Linked DNA regions of Mus musculus: region 1 is linked to region 2. Evidence: chromatin contacts called from public HiChIP or PLAC-seq data. All regions are on one chromosome and are shown on one strand. Each heading gives the region's core, a stretch centred on a gene start, on an enhancer-like site or on the middle of the called end of the contact. The rest is flanking DNA. Distances are from core to core; before and after follow the strand shown. Region 1 holds the start of AW495222 (expressed sequence AW495222). Region 2 holds the start of Bhmt2 (betaine-homocysteine methyltransferase 2).

Region 1 (5,901 bases), core at 935-3,434, 45 kb before region 2:
TGGTACTGGGCACGTTGGAAACACATCTTGTGTTTACATTTAGATGTTATCATTAGACGCAAAACTGAATCATAAACCCCTGCTTAACCCAATGTGGCGAGGCTCTTCTATCCTTTAAGCATCCAGGGAAAGTCAATGTCCTTACTGCTTGCTTAGCTGACGCGCAACCTCACCAGCCACCAGGGGTGGCTGATACACACACAACATACATGCAGCACAATTTCTATAAAGATGCCTGTTGAAATCTGTTAATCATCTTGTGATTTTTACTAACTTTCACCTTGGGTTTTAGTCTTCTTTTAACTATTTTTAAAAAATTTTATGTGCATCGGTGCTTTGCCTGCATGCATGTCTGTGTGAGGGTGTGGGATGCCCTGGAACTGGGATTACAGATAATTGTGAGGTGCCACGTGGGTGCTGGGACTTGAACCCAGGTTCTCTGAAAAATGCAGTCAGTGCTTTTAACCACTGAGCCATCTCTCCAGCGCCTTGGGTTTTAAGTCTTAACCCTTAAAGAAGTTGAGTTCTGCTGCCTTACGTCTCCAGGCTCTTCCACAGTGAAGCTGATCAAATTACGGCGGATAATTCACACGGAGCATCAAGCCATGTTTAGTATTTATATTCAACTCGTTTCTTCTGTAGTCACACTTGGCTAAGTTTTAAAGAAAGCGTGGCTCTGTCGTAAAACACTGCCATCACCTTCACATTCATTTCATACACCCTGGGGAACGTAAACATACCTTATTCAGCTTCACGAAATATTCCAGCCCAGCTTCCAAGGGGTTTGTGTCACAGTTCATCTGGAAGGGAAACAGGTTTTGAATCCCAGGTGAGCCTGCTAATTTGGTTCACTGAAGAACTGCGCTGTCCTTAAAAGGACTTCAGAGAGATCTGCCTGCCTCTTCCTCCAGGTAGGGGATTAAAGGAGTTCACCACCACTCCCAGCAAGTACAGGGCGAGGGGAGATGAAGAGATTACTAAAACAGAAACAAACCCATTACCTTCACTCAGCAAATACTGGCAAACACTGGCTCCCACCTTGAGCTGATGCATAACAATGATAGAAACAGAGACATCACTTTCTTATATTAGTCTCCCCAGAATTAAGGACACTGGATGGTTTTTGAGTAAAGATTCTTTAAAAGACCAATTATGGACTAGTCTCTGAAGCAGTATTTTCCATTCAAATGAAGCCTTTGGCAAATGCTGTTATTTTTAAATATGGCAAACACAGAGACTGAACATTGGGTTGGTTTCCACTGCTCTTTTATTTTAAAGGTGTTAATGAATTTATCTGTTTTCATTGCGTGTACATGTATGTGTTCATGTCTGCGTGTGGGTGTGTGCAGGTGTGCTCTCCCAGAACTGAAGTAACGGGGCTGCCCATCGAGGATGCTGGGAACTGACCTCTGCTTCTCTGCAGGAGAAGCACACACAGTGCTCTTAACCACTGAGCCATCTCTCTGGCCTCCGATCTTTTACCTTAATAAATATTTGAAGGCTAGTACATGGTGTTTCACAAACAAGAATCTCATGTATGTTATGTAATAATTTTAATTACATAATTGTGTTTTTAAAAAAGTAACAAGTAACTTTGCTTAGCTTGCATTTAGCCATGAATGGGGGTAAAGAGGGGAAAGCAGGTGACAGAACACTGGCTTTTGCAGAGTTCTAGAAAGAAAACGGGAAGGGAGGATTAAAGCTCAGAACTAGCTGACTCGAGATAGGATGCATCAATTCAGGGGAAATCCAATATTTAGTTCTAAACCTGAATGAAGTTAGGGGGTTTTTATCACTGTTTTGTTTTTAAGGGGTTTTTGAAGATTCTAATTTATACGATGAGAACTGAGGGGAAATGAAAGAGATGAACTCAGGAGGAACTGCTAAATGTATAGAAATGGGAACAGAATACCTCGATGTACTCAGTTAAGTGTTAATGAGCAGAGGACCTTTCTGGAAGTCGGGTTTTTTGTTGTTCATTTCTTTATGGGAATGAGAACTGCCTGCTCTAACCTCCCAAAGAGTCGACATAAACTAGATAAACGTAAGACTACTTTACACCACATAAAAGTGTTCTCATATTTCCTAAATTAGTTTGAGTTACTCTGAAATTATTTTTCAGTCTGCCAAAATTAGAGATTTTTTTTTTCAGGGAAACAGAGCGACTTCGCCGATGTTTCTGCACTAGAGGGCGCTCTGGCACTGTTGGGAAAGAGGACCCTAAAATGGAGCCCAGGGAGAGGAAGCAGAAGGAAAAACAAAAAAACCAAAAACATCAGAAAAATTGAGGCTAGAATACAGCGATGTTTAACTCTCAAGGGGTGGCTTCTCTGTCCTTTTTCCTGAGCATGGGGACAAATTTGTTTTGTTTTCTGAGGGCAGCTGGCCTTGCCTGAGTCCTGGCTGTAAACTTGAGTTCGCTGCAGCAGGCAGGACCGGCTTCCTGCAAGCTTGCATCAATGAGAAGGCCCAAGGGTAAGTACCTGAGCTCTCAGGTTAACCTAGAAATTAACTGTATAGTGTGTTTGTTCGGCTCATTACTAACCATCTCTACGTCTGCGCTGATTCTTTAGGATAAATACTCCATTTTATAAGAGAGCAGGCCAGCCAGCCAAGAGTTAAGTAAAGGATAGATTTAAACCCCAGAGTCCCCACTCGGAAGCTCATGTTTACAATGGCCCCTAAAACGTCAGTTCTCTGTAAAAGTTAGGGTTTTGTTTCTCCCACAAGGTAAATAGGACCCTGGTCACAGGAATCTGGATGTTGGGGGCTCAATGAACCCAGTGAATGTATGCAAAATAAGAGTCGTGGTAAAGCTAAGTCATAGAACAAGGGCTTCTGGGAACGCGCATAGGGGCTTTATCTTGATGACAACAGTCAATGTGGGAAGACCCTTCATAATTGTGGACACCACATTCCCTGGGCAGGGGATCCTGGGTAAAGTGCAGGAAGCCAGTTAGCAGCTGTCCAGGGGCTTGCAATCATTTTAGACTATGGATGTGACATGACCAGTTCTCTCAAGCCACTGTCACTGTGACTTCCCCACTCTGAAGGACTGTAACCTGGACCTGTGAACTGAAAGAAACCCTTTCTCCCTGAATTCGCTTCTGTCAGGGTATTTTTTTCCCCCACAGAAACAGGAAGGAAACTAAGACAGAAGCAAAGCAGAATCAATGCATATAAAAATGTTGTGTAAGTGGTTAACAATTGTACACAGAGAAGCTCTTGATTCCCACTGGTGGGGAAGACTAGACCCACACACACGGGACCACTGTCCCTGTCCCTCAAAAGAAAAGGACATTAGTTCGCCTAAGGATGATTGTGAGAGGGAAATGAAACGTAACAGAGGGAAAGCAAGGATGTGAGAGGTGATACTCAGATCCTCTGGCGTGTGCCTGCCAGAAAATGTCTGGGGTTCACCACTAAGCAGGGGGAATTAAGGCAGAATAAACGTTACCCCCAAACCCAGTCAGTGCTCATCTGGAAAGCAGAGAGGCAGGGGAGTTCTTTCCCTACTCAAAGTCATTTAATGGCATTTGATTTCTCTTCTAGCTGGAACTGATAGTAGTAATGCTATGAAAACTAGTCTCCCAACATTAGATACAGTAAGGTAAGCATCCGTTAGTGAGGATGCTAGCATGCAAACCTCGGAGCCCCAGGCTCGGAAAGCCTTCTCCAGTCTCAAAGCGTTCAGGGCGTAAGTTCCAAAGTCGCCGATGCCCTCCTCCTGGCCGGCACTCATGATGCGCTCATAAAGCGTCGCAGAATCTTCTCGTCTGTGGTACAGCTCCCAGCCCAGCTCACCTGAAATGCACAGGCAGGGCCCACACAGGCATGAGAGTGGTGCTGGCAGGGCCTGCGCTCACATCCATTAACTAACACGTGTAGGAGAAAACCCCACCAGCACAAAGCAACCTTTGGTGGTCTTTAAAAGAACAGCTCACAAGGAGCAGTCAGTTCAGTGACCATTTGTGTGTAAGCCTGACTCCTGCACAGAGAGACTCCTGCACAGAGAGCAGTCAGATTCACTTTTTAGCCCGGACCCTGGCCCCATACGAGCCTCCAAAGTTTCCAGGGCAACGGTAGTAAACAACTAACACATGTTTTCACAGGGTTCGTCTGGGTATGGGAGGGCATCTGTGATCCCGACACTCAGAAAGCTGAGAGAGGTTTGTGAGCCCAGGGCCAGCCTTGGCTACTGAGACACTGTTTAAAAATAAAACACAACAAAATAACAACTTTAAAGAGGGTGAGGAGCAAGTTCAGACAGTACTTATCATGTGGGTAAGCACGAAGATCCAAGTTTGCCCGGAATTCACATTTTTAAAAAGCACACGCTGGAGGTCTGGGGCCGGGTAGGGTGCCCACAATGGCTCAATGGGTAAAGCCAGGGGCCCTCATCCGTGCAGCAGTTCTCAACCTGTGGGTTACGTCCCCTTGGGGGGGGGGGGGTGTCTAACAAATCCTATCATGGGGTTACTAGAAAACACAGATATTTACACTCCATAACACTGGCAAAATTAGAGCTATGACATAGCAATATGCAATGATTTTATGAAATAATTTTATGGTTGGGGGCCACCACAACTGAGGAGCTGTACTAAAGGGTTGCAGCATCAGGAAGAGTGAGAGTTCTAGTGGAAAGCTTGGTGTAGTCACGATGGGCTGGAAGTCACACTATCTGTGAGTGTTCCCATATATCACGCCACTGTGGCCTTCCATTTATTCTAATGACCATCTTTTGTTCCTTTCTCATCTACACTTCCAAAGAGAAGCGACTAGAAACCAGTGGAAGCTCCATAAAGAGTAGGCATGGCCAACAGACTTCTTGTCTTAGAGTTGGGCAGAAGAAATCTTTCTTCAGAATCAGAGAAAGTTAGACAGAGGGGTGGAGGGAGACTGAGTGTGCATGAGTGTGTGTGAGTGAGCATATGAGTGTGAGTATGTGTAAGAATGTATTGTGACTGTGAGGGTGTATGTGTGTGTGTGTGTGTGTGTGTGTGTGAAAGAGAGAGAGAGAGGATGCACTATGAGGGTATGACTATGTGGGGTTATGTGTGAGTGTGTGTGTGTGTGTGTATGTGTATGTGTGTGTGTGTGAGTATGTGTGAGCATGTACAGTGAGGGTGTGACTGTGTAGTTGTGCGTGTGTGTGAGTGTGGTTATGTACGAATGTGTATAAAATGCACTGTGAGGGTGTGACAGTGTATGACAGTATGCAGTATGTGTAAATGTGTGTGTATGTATATGTGTGTGATTGTGTGTGAGATATACTGTGAGGGTGTGACAGTGTATCTGGTATGTGTGACACTGTGTGTATGTGTGAGTGTATATGTATGAGTGTGTATGAGACACACTGTGGGTGTGACAATGTATGAGTGTGTGTGTGTGTGCACTGTGAGGTTGTGACAGTGTGTGATAGTCTATAGTGTGTGTGAGTGTGTGTGTGTGGTTATGTGTGAGTGTGTATGTGTGGTTATATGTGAGTGTGTGTGTGTGTGTGTGTGTGTGTGTGTGGTTATGTGTGAGTGTGTGTATGTGTGAGTGTGTGTGTGTGTGTGTGTGTGTGTGACTGTGTGTGATACGTACTGGGAGGGTGTGATGGTGTCTGCAGTGGGTGTGAGTATGTGTGTGACCATTTCTGGTAGCCTTTCCTTACTTTAGCTTGTTTCCCCATTCTTACCAGTATAGGAGATTCTGATAGCAGTGACTGGAATGTCTGAGATGTTAAAAGATTTGGTTTGAAGAAACTTGAATGCATCATCGCTGAGATCTTCTGAGGTCAGCTTCTGAAGGACTCTTCTTGCATATGGCCCTGCAACTCCCAGGACCCCAAACTCATCGGTTATGTTTTGAATTTCCACATCATATCCACCTCTGAAGGCTGCTTCTTCAATCCAT
Region 2 (6,511 bases), core at 3,803-6,302:
CAAATAAATCATTCCAATTTTAATGTAGCAGTCAGGAGGTGTGAGGCTATATAAGCAACCCTGAAGACCTAATTCCATTTGCCTCTATTTGCCCCTGCCTGTTTAGCCCCAGAGCCCGTAGACCTTCTGCCCCAGCTTCCTTCCCACTCTGTTAGGCGTCCCTCTTAGAGTTGCCACCCTAACCACTCCTGCTGCATTCTGCACTCCTTACAGAATTTCTCTTTTCTTTAAGGCTCAGGTCCTACTCTGAGTGTTTTCTGTCTTAGCCCAGACCACTTCCAGGAGGAAAAGACTACATTCTTTCCTTGTGTCTCACTTCTGAGAGACCGTGGTGGCTTGAATGAAGGTGGTGTCCATAGGCTTGTAAGCAGTGGCACTTTTGGGAGGTGTGGCCTTGTTGGAGGAAGTGTGTCACTAGGGGCAGACATTGGGGTTTCAGAAGTCCAAGGCAGGCCCAGTGTCACTCTCTCTTCCTGGTGCCTGTGGATCTGGATGTAGAACTCTCAGCTCCTTCTCCAGCCCCATGTCTGCCTGCATGTCACCATGCTTCCTGCCATGAGGATAATGGATGAACCTCTGAACTGTAAGTCAGTCCCAATTAAATGCTTTCCTTTGTCAGAATTGCATGGGCATGGTGTCTCTTCACAGCAATAGAAACCCTAACTAAGACAGTGATCATGAAACCCTACCATAATATAGGTCCTTCAGTCTAGAGTGGTGACAAAATGCACACCGTGCTAGTTTCTGTCAACTTGACACAAGCTATGATCATCTGAGAGGAGGGAACCTTGATTGAGAAAATGCCTCTATAAGATAGGGCTGTAGGCAAGCCTGTAAGCACTTTCTCAATTATTGATTGATACAGGAGGGCAGTGCCACCCCTAGGCTGATGGTCCTGGGTTCTATAAAAACAAAACAAAACAGGCTGAGCAAGCCATGAGGAGCAAGCCAGTAAGCAGCACTCCTTCATGGTCTCGGCATCAGCTCCTGCCTCCAGGATCCCGTCCTGCTTGAGTTCCTGTCCTGACTACTTTTGATGATGAACTGTTACACAGAACTGTGAGTGAAATAAACCCTTCCCTCTCCAAGTTGCTTTTCCTCATGGCGTTTCATCACAGCAATAGTGACCTTAAGGCACACGGGAAGAAAAAGGTAGAGAAAGTAGGCTTGCTTTCAGAAGGACAACATGAAGTCTACATAGAAAATGGAGTTTGGAGGAGTGAGGCAGGGCCTAGAGAACTGTGGCTTCTGCAGGCAGGAGGAAGTCAGAGGGGAACCAGTGAAAGGAGACACCTATGCTGGGGAGACTGGTACACACAGGTGATGGGAGGTGCCCATCTTCTCTCCCACACCAAGAATGAAGGGTGGGAGGGAGAGGAGCTGGACTTGACTGCTTTTCTAGGAGCACTGGCTAACCAGTGTGCGTGGGCTGTCTGTGGAACTGTGAGCCTGCAGCCAACAGAGCTTGGGTCTGGGAGGCACTGGGCATTCAGCTTTGACTACCATTCCTATCCAGACACCTGGCCCATGCTGGGAGTGTATGCTAAGCACCAAAAGGCCCTGGGAGACAGTTCCTTTTCCTCTTCTAACTATAGGAAAGCCAATTGTGGAAAGAGATAGCCAGTAAGGTCAAGACCTTCAGCGTGTATGTGTGCATTTGTGCTTGCGCGCATGCATTGTGTCTGTGTGCGCATGCGCACAGGTATTGTCTGCAATCACCGAATCCTTCCTTCCCCATCCCTCTTGACAGTATGGGAGCCATATCAGTCCTTAATCTAAGCCATTCTCCAGCATGCTGCTTCACAAGAACATTGACACATGCTGGCTACCGGGTGAGACTCCATTTACAAACTCAGAAAATGGAAACAGAGCGAACTTTCTGGAAGTTACAGGGGTAGAAAATGGAAAAAAAACAAAAAACAAAAACAAACAACAACAACAACCAGGATCAGAATCCAGAATTCACGTGTTCACGTGTTTAACATAATAGACATCCTAATAACGATTTTCCACTTCCTGGAAGCATGCCAGGACACTTTCTGGTGAGGTGAGGGGGTCCCATCCTCTGAAGAGCTCTCTGTGGGGGGTTGTGAATGGGGAGGCCTGGTGCCCGGTTCAGGGCACAGAACAGTTTGGGGTACTCTCCTTACTGCGTGCCAGGTAGAGCCAGCGGTGAGCTCCGACTTCTCCATCAGGACCACATCTCTCATCCCAGCCTTGGCCAGATGATAAGCCAGGCTCACGCCCACACAGCCGCCTCCAATGATCACAGTCTCTGCTCTGTCCTTCCATTCTGGGGGTGAGGCTGGGCTTTCCTGTCTGGAAGACGGTGTTTTTAACAGTGGTGACTCACTCAGAGATACCAGGTCCAGTTTGGGTCTGATTCCCTCCCCTGCCAGTCTCTGGAACGCCACAACCACAGGCTACAATTTGCACATAGAAACCTGGGGCGTCTGACCTCTGACTGGATGACCCACACTGATTGTAGCTAAGGAAATGAGCAGTAGCAGTGGCTGCAGCGGCTTCTTCTCGATCTAGGCATTGTTTTTTCTCATTTATAAAACACATTCTGGGGCTGCGACTGCAGCTCAACTGGCAAAGAGGGCCTGAATTTAACGCCAAGAATCCATGCAAACCAAGCTGGACACTGTAGCTCCTGTCTGTAATCACAGTGTTGGGATAGCCGAGACAAGGGGATCCTAGGACTTGCTGGCCAGCCCTCCTTTTCTGCCAGTCACCAATCTCTTCATTTCATTGGTGTCTAACATAGAAAGTCACAGTACAAATTAATAGAATTCTGGGAAGATTCTCCATCACATAGTCAGTGACACCAAATCTAAAAGCTGTCATTTTAAGGATAAGGTTTTTTGTTGTTGGTTAGTTTTTCAAGACAGGGTCTCTCTGGGTAGCTTTGGCTGTCCTAAAATTTGCTCTGTAGGCCAGGCTGGACCTCAGGGAGACCCACCTGCCTGTGCTTCCTAAGTGCTGAGATTGAAGGCGTGCACACCACTGCATGTTTAAAAATAAGTTTTAAGGTGGAACCTTCCCTGGAATTGACATGCTGTGTCTGTCTTATTTCTCCTTATTTGGGAAAACATGATATGTTTATCTGACAAACGTTAAGTTGTTGAGTATCTTGATGTCTAAATTCTAATCTGCAGTCATAATTTGTCAGACAAGAAACTCACATGTTCTGCACAGGTTTAACAACATGGGGTGTGACTGTGTATTCAGACACACTGGCCAAAAAGTTGTAAGGAAGAACTCTTAGAATGATCTCATTTTCATTTTGGTTTTTGAGACAGGGTCACTCTGTATCTTATGTAGCCTAGGATGGCCTTGAGGTTGACGTTGTTCCCCTCAGTCTCCAGAATTCTGGGCTTTTAGGATTTTGCCACTACAGCCAGCTTGTCTTACAGTTCTTAGAAATGTCATCTTCCGCCGGGCGTGGTGGCGCACACCTTTAATCCCAGCACTCTGGAGGCAGAGGCAGGTGGATTTCTGAGTTCAAGGCCAGCCTGGTCTACAAAGTGAGTTCCAGGACAGCCAGGGCTGTACAGAGAAACCCTGTCTCGAAAAAAAAAAAAAAAAAAAAGAAATGTCATCTGCGATTACTCTCAATATTTCAGAATATATGCAAATGCCATATGTATATAAGCACTGTCTAGTCAGTTTTATACAAATTAACCCAAGATGCACGCTCTCTATTTCCTTCTGTATCAGATGCAGTGTCCTAATTGTGATGCTTTATAGCTTACAAATCGCTCTTGTGCACTACCTCGCTTGCGTTTGCAGCGCTCCTGTGAGACTGGCCAACATCCTGTATTTGTTGAGAGAAACTGTACTCAACAGGCAGCAGGCAGCTGCTGAGTCCTAAGGGAGCCAGAACTGCAGTTCTGTGGGCCTTGTGTTCCCAGTACCTGGAATAAGCCCACCCACTCACCATAAGCACTATGTCAAAAATCTGCAGTGAAACTGGATTGCAACTCAAAAACTGTTCTTGCAGACCACAGAACGTAAAATGCAGACTGAGTCAGCTCACAATAGTGTTTGTTGAGTTACTCTATGAACAGAAACCTCACCTTGCCACCATGGATGACGTCAGGAATAACGTCAGGACAGGAACTTCAAAGATGCATACAGACAGACACTAAAGGAAAATATCTTCTCACAGGAATGCAATTTGACAATCCTACTCTAGATGCCCAGGAAGACATGGAAAACAAGCACCCACCGCAGGGGCATTCAAATTTCACAGGAACCTTGCTGTCTTTTACTTTCAAATAACCTAACCGTTTCCCTAACAATTTTCTTTTTTTTTAAATTGAAAACAAAAAGAAAAGAAAAAGAAAAAAATGATTTAAAACGAAAACAGACTCCCATATTGTCCAAACATATTTGCATTAAGAATGTCTGATTCACGTTCTCAGCGGTAACAACCAACCAGAAGCAGTCTAAATATTAATGAGTAGACTGCTTCATTATAATATAAAGTATTGATAAAATGAAAAACTATGCAGCCATTAAAAAGAATAAGGCAAATCGATACACCCTGGTATAGAATAATCTCGAGGACATATTAATCATTAAATACAAAACAATGATAACCACCACCAAGACACAGATGCACCAGAGACAAGAAACAGCAGACTCTCCCAGACCTGCACACACTGCCCGCTGGTGACAGGCCAGGGGGCTGGAGTCGGAGAGACAGTTTTACCTGGTAGTTAGCAGGTAATTCCAGGAGAACCCCAGCCCATTCCTGGGAGCCAGAAAGCCTGCCCTGCTCCTCTTCCCACCCGGCAGCCATCGGGTACTCACCCTTCCCGGAGGCCAGCGGAGCTTGGGCGCCTGGGGGAGCCCCGCAGCGCGAGGCCCCGCAGCCGCAGCGCGCCCGGGCGGAGCATGGCGAGGTGGCAGTGGAGCATGGACAGATCCCGGCCTTAGGAGGGAGGTAGAGAGGGTGGAGGTGGGGTGGGGGTTGGGGGAGGGGATGGGTCATCCCACGGAGGGGCGGGCTCCAGCAGCGCAGCGCCTCCAGGACCGGTGCCACCGGGACCCGCGCCTGTACAGCGGCGGCGACATGGCACCAGCTGGAAGCACTCGAGCCAAGAAGGTGAGTGTCAGTCAAGTCGCTTTCTTCCTTTCTTCGAGGAGTTCGAATCCTGCTTCAGCTACTAAACAAAACCTAAGGTCTTAACTTAGCTCAGCAAGGGGGCTGGGCGGTCCAGAGCCTCAGTTTAGATCGCGTGTGGATTAGCATTCCTGGAGCCCTCACCCAGCTCAGAATTTCTGCGTTCCCTGGTATCCCCAGTTAGCGGGTGAAGAAACTGAGGCCCAGGAGAGTCAGGCGACCTGCTCAGAGTCAGTGTTCACAGAAGAGGGATCCTTTTTCTTGCTTAAGGGCACGCAGGCAGCATCCCCAGGGGGTTCGTCTGCCGGTGTTCCTGTCAGTTTCCATGAGTTTGTAAGTGCATCAACCTCCACCTGCGGCTTCACACCTGCCGGGGAAGCAAGGCTACCATGCAGTTCGCAGGGGTGGGTGTGGGGGTCCACTCTGTTGCCTTCAGCAGACACGCGCACTGGCTCTTCCCCATGGCAGCTTCCCACAGCTTTGAGGACTTCTTGTGGCAGCAAGGGACAGTCAAACAACTAGAAAGGTGTGAACTAGGAAAAGGGGCCTCCCAGGACCCCCCACCCCCAACAGCCCACCTGAACACATAATTCAGAGGCCTGGGGTACTGTTGCTTTCTGAATGCTGAGAAACTGGGAACAGAGGTGGCATAGGATAGTGATCTTAGTAAAGCCCAGGGTTCAATCTCTTGCTAAGTTGTTAGTCAGCCATTAACAGCTCCAAGTGAGAGAGGACTGAGAGGTCTCAGATCCACCCTAACTGTGCGACAGTAATTGCCCACACACAGATGGAGAACCAGTCAGGGTCGGAAGAAGAGATGCTCTCTAGTGATAGAAGCTAAAGTGTAGAAAGTGAAATTAATAAAAAGACTTTCTTCTTCTAAATGTGAAGAACACTACTGCTTCCTTCATCTGAGATTCTGTATGGTCATTTTTTTTATAATTCACTTTTAAAAATTAATTTTATTAAATTTATGTGTGCATTTATGTATTGTGTATCTGTATGGGTATGTGCACACTATGATGTGCCTGTAGAGGTCAAAGAACAATCTGCAGATGTAGGTTTGCCTCTTCTAACAAATGGGACCCAGGGATTAAATTCTACTGGGGACTGAACTCAGTTGTAGTATTTGACAGCCCATACCTTTACTCAATAAATCATCTAGTGACCCCTATAATTCACTTTTTAATTTTAATTTTTACAAGAGATTTTTACTGTTCAGACAGGGTCTTACTCTGTAGCCCTGCGTTGAACTCTCTCTATAGCAGGCCAGACACAAACTCAAAGAGATCCACCTGCATCTGCCTCCCAAGGGCTGGGATTGAAGGCTGCACCGCCACTCCTGGATAAGTCACTTTTTATGGGGCCAGTGTAATG

The links. HiChIP or PLAC-seq counts read pairs in DNA pulled down with a chosen protein or histone mark.
Region 1: a contact with region 2 is called in an H3K27ac HiChIP or PLAC-seq map of hepatocytes, with 4 times the contacts expected there. The contact joins the promoter of AW495222 here to the promoter of Bhmt2 in region 2. A contact is called at or near these places in 5 of 39 promoter capture datasets (embryonic stem cells, hippocampal neurons, liver and 1 more), 6 of 484 Hi-C or Micro-C datasets (embryonic stem cells and liver), 3 of 115 datasets of contacts at active chromatin or transcription factors (embryonic stem cells, hepatocytes and kidney) and 4 of 9 other capture datasets (adipose tissue, embryonic stem cells, liver and 1 more).

The regions. Positions count from the first base shown.
Region 1 is chr13:93,715,458-93,721,358 of GRCm38.p6, reverse strand. It overlaps AW495222 (expressed sequence AW495222), which reads left to right and starts at 2,184. Exons shown (of 3, transcript NR_045086.2): 1 at 2,184-2,475; 2 at 5,687-5,901. It overlaps Dmgdh (dimethylglycine dehydrogenase precursor), which reads right to left. Exons shown (of 16, transcript NM_028772.3): 12 at 5,684-5,901; 13 at 3,647-3,804; 14 at 741-800.
Region 2 is chr13:93,672,843-93,679,353 of GRCm38.p6, reverse strand. It overlaps Bhmt2 (betaine-homocysteine methyltransferase 2), which reads left to right and starts at 5,052. Exons shown (of 8, transcript NM_022884.2): 1 at 5,052-5,116. The coding sequence starts at 5,084. Dmgdh (dimethylglycine dehydrogenase precursor) reads right to left here and starts at 4,918. Exons shown (of 16, transcript NM_028772.3): 1 at 4,822-4,918; 2 at 2,151-2,319. The coding sequence starts at 4,907.